Linked DNA regions of Gossypium hirsutum: region 1 is linked to region 2. A link is a contact called in public Hi-C data. All regions are on one chromosome and are shown on one strand. The core of a region is the stretch at or near the end of the contact, and the rest is flanking DNA. Distances in the headings are between cores, read along the strand shown.

Region 1 (3,210 bases), core at 285-2,784, 350 kb before region 2:
ATCATGTATTTTTTTTTCACTGAAATGCTTTATTATGTAGTCTAAATTGGAATGGCTAATACGCCCAAGCCAATAGGCCCCCGGGGGTACTGTTCTCCTTGAATTAGATATAATTTTGTTCAGAGAGATTTAACTGATCCAAAGCTGTAGGACCTCATGGGCTTATCTTAGCGAACATGGTTTGAGAGTGATTATATAGTGATCACCTCACCTAGTTGATTTTGAGTAGATGAGCGTTGTTCAGGTGCTTCATTAAACCTTAATATCGCCACACGATGGCCAAAGTGACTTCGCCATTAATAGAATTCAACATGGTCCCAGATAAAGCAGAAAACAAAGAAAAAAAATCTTAAAGATTATACAGAATCAAACTATACTACTTAAATTGTAGGAAATCTACAGTTTTTTTTTAAACGTTTTTTCCCTCTTTGGTGGATGTTGTTAATAATAGAATAATAGAGACTGTTAGATTAAATCTGTTATTTTGTTAACAGCAGTTACTAGATAGTAGCTCATCTATAAATACCTCAAGTGTACTGATCAATGTTAAGAGAAATAATACATAAATTTTCAATTCTTCAATTCTGTTTTCTAATACTTAGTTGAGCTTTATTGATTTCTACATGAGATTTCAACATGGTATCATTCGCCTGACGATATTGGGACCTGCTCATCTGCCTCTCGTTCTCCTCCATGAACACCACGGCCTCTACTAAATCTGCTTCGGTTGAGCCTGGATCTCAGGCTTTCACCAGCGCTCGCCTCATACTATCGTTTCCTCGCCATGAAACGGTAAAATTAGATGCTAGCAATTTTATTCAATGGAAACAACATATTAGACTTATCGTTGAAGGATATGAGTTGCCTGGATTTTTGGATCGTACTGTACCTCCTCCGCTGCAATTTCTGACGTTTCCAGACGGCTCTCTTGTGCCGAATTCTGATGCTTCGGCATTTCTTCAACAAGATCGGTTGCTAACATACTGCCTTTTATCAACCATATCTCCTTCGGTACTAACATCTTTTACAGAGGCTCGGTCGGCATGCGATGTGTGGACCACCGCCACACGTCTATTTTCTGCGCCCATCAGGGCCAAGCTTTCTCGTCTTCGTCATGATCTCCATTCCCTGAAGAAAGGTAACCTTTTCATCCAAGATTACATAAGAAAGCTACAAAACCTGTGTGCATTAATAGAGGCCTCTGGCTCTTGGATCCCGAAGGCGAACAAAGTAGAAATCGTTCTTGCAGGTTTACCTCCGAAGTTTGACGCTGTTATCACATTAGCGTCGTTCTCGTCGGAGCCACTGCCACTCTAACTCCTCATTGATGTATTGCTTGAGTATGAAAGCCGACAGTTACGCGCCATGCTCGATGTTCCTCTTCATGCGAATCTGATAGATTCCGGTTTGACGCCGAATGTAGTTGACTCATAGCGTGGTGGTCGCCCACCAACTGGAGGTCAGGGACGAGGGTTCCAGCCCTGTATTCAATGTCAAAGCTACAGTAGATTTGGCTATGTGGCTCAAAAGTGTTATTACCAGTACAATAAAGACAATGATGGCCCATCATTTGGAGATTGTAGTTATAAACGAGTCGCACGTTCTAGTCCGGGCGAGAATAATGGTTTTTTTGCTCCGACGCTGGTGTCTAGTCTATTTGTTGCCTCTCGCTCATCAGCTCCGCAAGGTGTTGCCTCTCGCTCATCAGCTCCGCAAGGTGTTGCCTCTGGGAATCAGTGGCCTTCTCCTGCGCCGGAATTCACAAATGGAAATAATAGGGTTTTTACGCCGTAATACAGAAATGAAGGTAATAAGTTTACTAACCCATTTTGTGTTTATGTTGATAGATCAAATTACTTTGCTGGGGCCTATGGTGGGTCAAATGTTGGTTATGATTATGGACGTGGGTCAACAATGATTGCTGCAGGCGCTGATGGGGTTCCGTCTAATGGAGTCCACATGCGTGGCCCACCTTCTGGCCCAATGCATGAATTTGGGCGTGGACGTGTTTCTCACCCTGCTTGGTCGAAACCAAATGGGCCTATTGCTAACCATGTGGAAGCTGCTCCATCTTTTGGTTTTGGTCATGCATTTGGGCCGTTGGATGCAAGTACATATAATGGGCTTGGGCCATATGTTCCTTGGCGAACAAAACCACGGGCTTGAATTTATACGGGCTTCGATCTATGCATTAGGCTTCCGCGTATACCTGAGGTCCATACGTCTGATATCTCCGATACTTTAGGGTCTAATGTGCATGCCACTTAGTATGAATCCAACTTTGATGGTTCTGATTCTTTTGTTTCTCTACCAGTGGGTACTGCCTCATGGTATCCTCACTTTAGGGTGTCACACCGTGTCTGTCGCAATACGTCTACATTGAATGGTTCTACAACTTATTCAGGTAACTCTTCTCTTTTAATAGGTGATGGTACTCCGCCTAAGATTTTCTCTGTTGGAAACTCAATGTTACCTACTCCGCATAAATTGCTCCGACTATCTAATGTGTTATGTGTGCCAACCATACTGAAAAATCTCATATCTGTGTCTCAATTTGCCACTGAAAATGATGTTTTTTTTTAATTTCATCCGACCTTTTATGTTGTCAATGACATCAAGACCAGTGAAATATTGCTAAAGGGCCATATTCGTGATGGGCTCTATCACTTCTCTCCGCCCTATGTACCTGCTTTGTATCTTGTAGATCCCTCTAATACTGACGTTGGGCTTCCGAATCAGAGCGACAGTTGTGACACTTTCACTCTCTGGAACAAGTGTCTTGGTCATCTATCTGCTGCTTTTGTTAAGGATGTTTTGAATAACTGTGGTATTGCTTTCAATAAAGAATGTCTTGATACTGTTTGTACTGCATGTCAAAAAGAGAAGTCGCATAAACTCCATTTTTCACTTTCTAATACTAAATATAATGAACCTTTTTCCTTGGTGGTCTCCGATCTATGGGGACTTGCGTCTGTTGTTTGTGGCTACAACTGGTATTATGTTTTATTTATTGACATGTGCACTCGCTTTACCTGGGTATATCTTATTCGTCAAAAGTCTCAGGCAATCGATTGCTTTGTTTAATTTCAACAATTAGAAAAAAAATCAGTTTGAGAAAACCATTAAACAATTTCAGAGTGATTGGGGAGGAGAGTTCCACAAATTCACGTCTGTATTGGCAACTCAAGGGATAATTCATCGCTTGACCTG
Region 2 (3,303 bases), core at 710-3,209:
TTGTATGCCTTGATCAGCTGCCTTTGCTTTGTGCTGAACCTGCTCTTATAAAACCCTTCAAAAGAAGGTTCTTTGGATGTCCTGAGGAAAAATGCATATCCAGCCATGAAATACATGGAGGTGACGTAGAAACAGATGGGTTCCATCACGTCCCATGTGAGTTCCCAAAAGGTTAGCCTCATGAACCCGGCTGTTTGGACCACCATGAATGCCAGGCCAAGCCAGAGTTCGCGACGGACCAGGGAATCGGCTTTTGAATCGATTATTGCTTTCTCCTTTTCTAGCGCAGCCAGTTCTTTTCTTCTGGGATCATTCGGGTTTGATCTAGATAAAGGAATTAGACCACCAAGTGCTTTTGCTACCTGTAGTCACAAAGTGGAAATCTCTGTTGGCTCAACTTGAAAGAAACAAAAATTGACTCAAATTCGTACCAGTAATTATGACTATGAAGGATGATGAAAGCAAGTAAACAATAAAAAGTGATTAATGCTTATGTCAGGTCAAGTTGAAGCCCATCTTTATCATATGAGGCCATTCCAACCTCTATTCCTCCACCAACCATTTTCCTTGTTCGACAACGCCACCTTTCCGCTCAATAGTTTCGTACATCTCCTCAAATCTAAACATCCAAACACATCTTCCCCAATTCGTTGCCCATTAAAACATAACTCCCATCATCACCCCTCGCCCTCTACCAACTCAAAAGTTGGAGAATATGCATGCAAAACAAAATGTAGAAACATCCAAGGGCTTTATTTATAAAAGCCCAGGAGATTAACTGTGAAAAAAAAGTTGTGATATTTGTGGTCATACTGTAGAAACATCCGAGGGATTTATTTATAAAAAATTTGGGTCCTTCAGTTCAATTCTCAGAAACCATCTCAAATGTGATACGTTTTTAGAGACCTGTAGTAAAAAAAAAATCCTGTTGAAATTAGCAGAAAAAGAAACCCAGAAAATCAGTTTTCGGTAGCTTCTAATGCTAATAATAAGTGAATTGAATTCGGGACCTACTTTTCATCACCATCACCATAAGCATGTAATTTTAATGTATACATATATGCTATCGTTGTAAGCCAAAACATAAATAAGATCTTATCTGCTTTCAATATAAAATTTCAAGAGATAATAAATAGACAAAAAAATTTATCTACCTGTTCCGATCGTAAAACGACGATGTTTCCTAATACGACGACGGTTCCTGATTCATCTAGCAATTTCGCAAACTGCAATCCTTGTTCATGATCCGAACAACTTTCTCCGCAAATCCGAAGAAAGTCGGAATAAGAAATCCAGATTTTCCCTGTCTCTCTCAGCTTCGTTTTCACCACTTCCAACTGCGCCACCTTTAACAACTTCTTCGCTTCCCGAACGGACAGTGCAGGCAGCTCCGAAACCGCCGATTTCGCCTCCAAGTGCGAGCTCAACCCGTCTAACCGGATGCGATCCCTGGACACATCGATTTCCCTTAATCTCTCCATTAAATTCTCCCCCATCGGTAACTTCCTCATCGCCGGTGAAGCCATAGATCCTTTATGAAGAAACCGCCTGAACATGCCATGGCCGTTACCCTTAGCATCTACTGGATCCACCGTCATACCGGTTGCTGCTTTCCCCGTTTTTCTTGCGATCCGCTTCTGAACCGTCGGTGAGGAAATCCGGCAGTTAGTAACAGCTTGCGAAGAAATTTTCGAAATATTAAAAAGCTTCTCTGCCAAGGTTTTCCTCAACGCCATTGCTAGAAATTAAAGAAGCTAACTAATTATCAAAAAGTTGTTGTTGTTGTTGTTTTTTTTTTTTTCTGGGGTGGGGGGGATAGAGTTTAGAAGATTTGAAAGCTTTGCTCGCTTGGTGTTGGCACAATCAATGAAGGTTTTGGCCCGTTTTATAGGGTCCAACAATGGAGGAAGATAAACAGAAAAATAGAAATTTACAAAAAAAGAATGAAAATAACGCGAGAATTTGAGAGATTTGAAAACATACTTCGCACTTTAGATTACTCCCTGCCTTACATTTTCGAGCATGCTTATAGGATCATCTCGTTAGGGGCGATTCTTTTCAATTTATCGGAACGAGAAATTGGAGAACCGATTTCACGAGAGGAAATATCGAAGAGCATGAGCTAATCACACTACACGTGGAGGGTTGAGCTTGAACTACAAATGACCTTTTGAACCGTCAGATCATATGAAAATTTATCATTCGCGCCTTACCTGATGTTGACTTTCATTTTGTAATTCATAAATACTGATTTGTTGAACACGTGTAACATTATTAGCGGAAGAAATCTAGAAGGTGAGAATAAATAGAAGGGTTTGGATTACATGGGAAAATTTCTGTGTGTTTGACGGCAGCTAAGACAGAAGTGGAAAGCAAATCAAGTTTCCTTTTTGGGGTTGGATGGATGAATATAAACGTTCACACAAACGTGTCGCCACATATATTTTGGTATTTATGTAATAAACAAAATCTTTAAAGTTGTTTGCGTTCACGATAAATCCTCAACATTTTATTTTATTTTTCTTTGGGTGACAAAAATTTCGTCAAGGAGTTGATATAACGATTGCCACCTGGTGGCTGTAAGATAATAATAATAAAAAAAAAACAGTATCACAGTCAAAGCATTTGAGGAGTTAATAAAATATGAAAAAGATTTGATGGTTAAAACAAATTTGAAATATTCGTTTTTTATTCACTTTATAATCCCTTAATTATTGAACATTTTAACATAATTATAGCTCACGACTAATTCTAACTCAAATCCTCCCAAGCATTTGTAATCCGACCATATTCTTTTGGTTTTATTGTGGGGAGAAACATATATTCAACCATTCCAAATTGATTCAATATTTACATATCAGTTCTAAAGTGGCTAAATTTATTTTGATCTAAATTTAAAAATGTTAACTTAAATCATTTTAATAACGATTAATGCTAATGATAATAATTTAGATGTACAAAACAATATTATTTGAAACTAAAATAATAATGAATGTGACAAAATTATTTTCCTTATCCATCAAATGAAGCTTAAGTAATGTAAATGTTTCAAGACAGCTTCATGAATATATGTTATTTATTTAAGGATAAAGAAGAAATATAGGAAGGTGATGTGGTGCTTAGATTTTCTTTTTGTTGTTCTTCGAATGCTGGGGTTTAGATTAGATCCATAACCAAATTTGATTCTAGATTCAACACTTATTTTAAAAGATAACATAAAATAAAAAAGAATTTAATCACATGATTAATGTTTTCATCTTAAAAAATACATCTAATTTTCTGCATAATTTAAGATAATATATT

What was found. Hi-C and Micro-C count contacts between places; a contact is called where the count stands out from the background.
Region 1: a Hi-C map of leaf shows a contact between it and region 2, with 5 times the contacts expected there. The contact joins the enhancer-like site here to the promoter of LOC107896507 in region 2. A contact is called at or near these places in 17 of 34 Hi-C or Micro-C datasets (anther, callus, hypocotyl and 3 more).

What each region holds. Positions count from the first base shown.
Region 1 is chrA11:28,645,610-28,648,819 of Gossypium_hirsutum_v2.1, reverse strand. No RefSeq gene overlaps it. Among protein-coding and RNA genes, the nearest start is that of LOC121210673, 48 kb to the right of the region's middle. Within about 2 kb of position 1,534, at least 6 of the 9 cell types and tissues checked have an H3K27ac peak or open chromatin away from gene starts, as enhancers often do. A contact at or near this core is called in hypocotyl and leaf, where this site is marked.
Region 2 is chrA11:28,291,582-28,294,884 of Gossypium_hirsutum_v2.1, reverse strand. It overlaps LOC107896507 (calcium uniporter protein 2, mitochondrial), which reads right to left and starts at 1,959. Exons shown (of 2, transcript XM_016821690.2): 1 at 1,155-1,959; 2 at 1-362. The coding sequence starts at 1,736.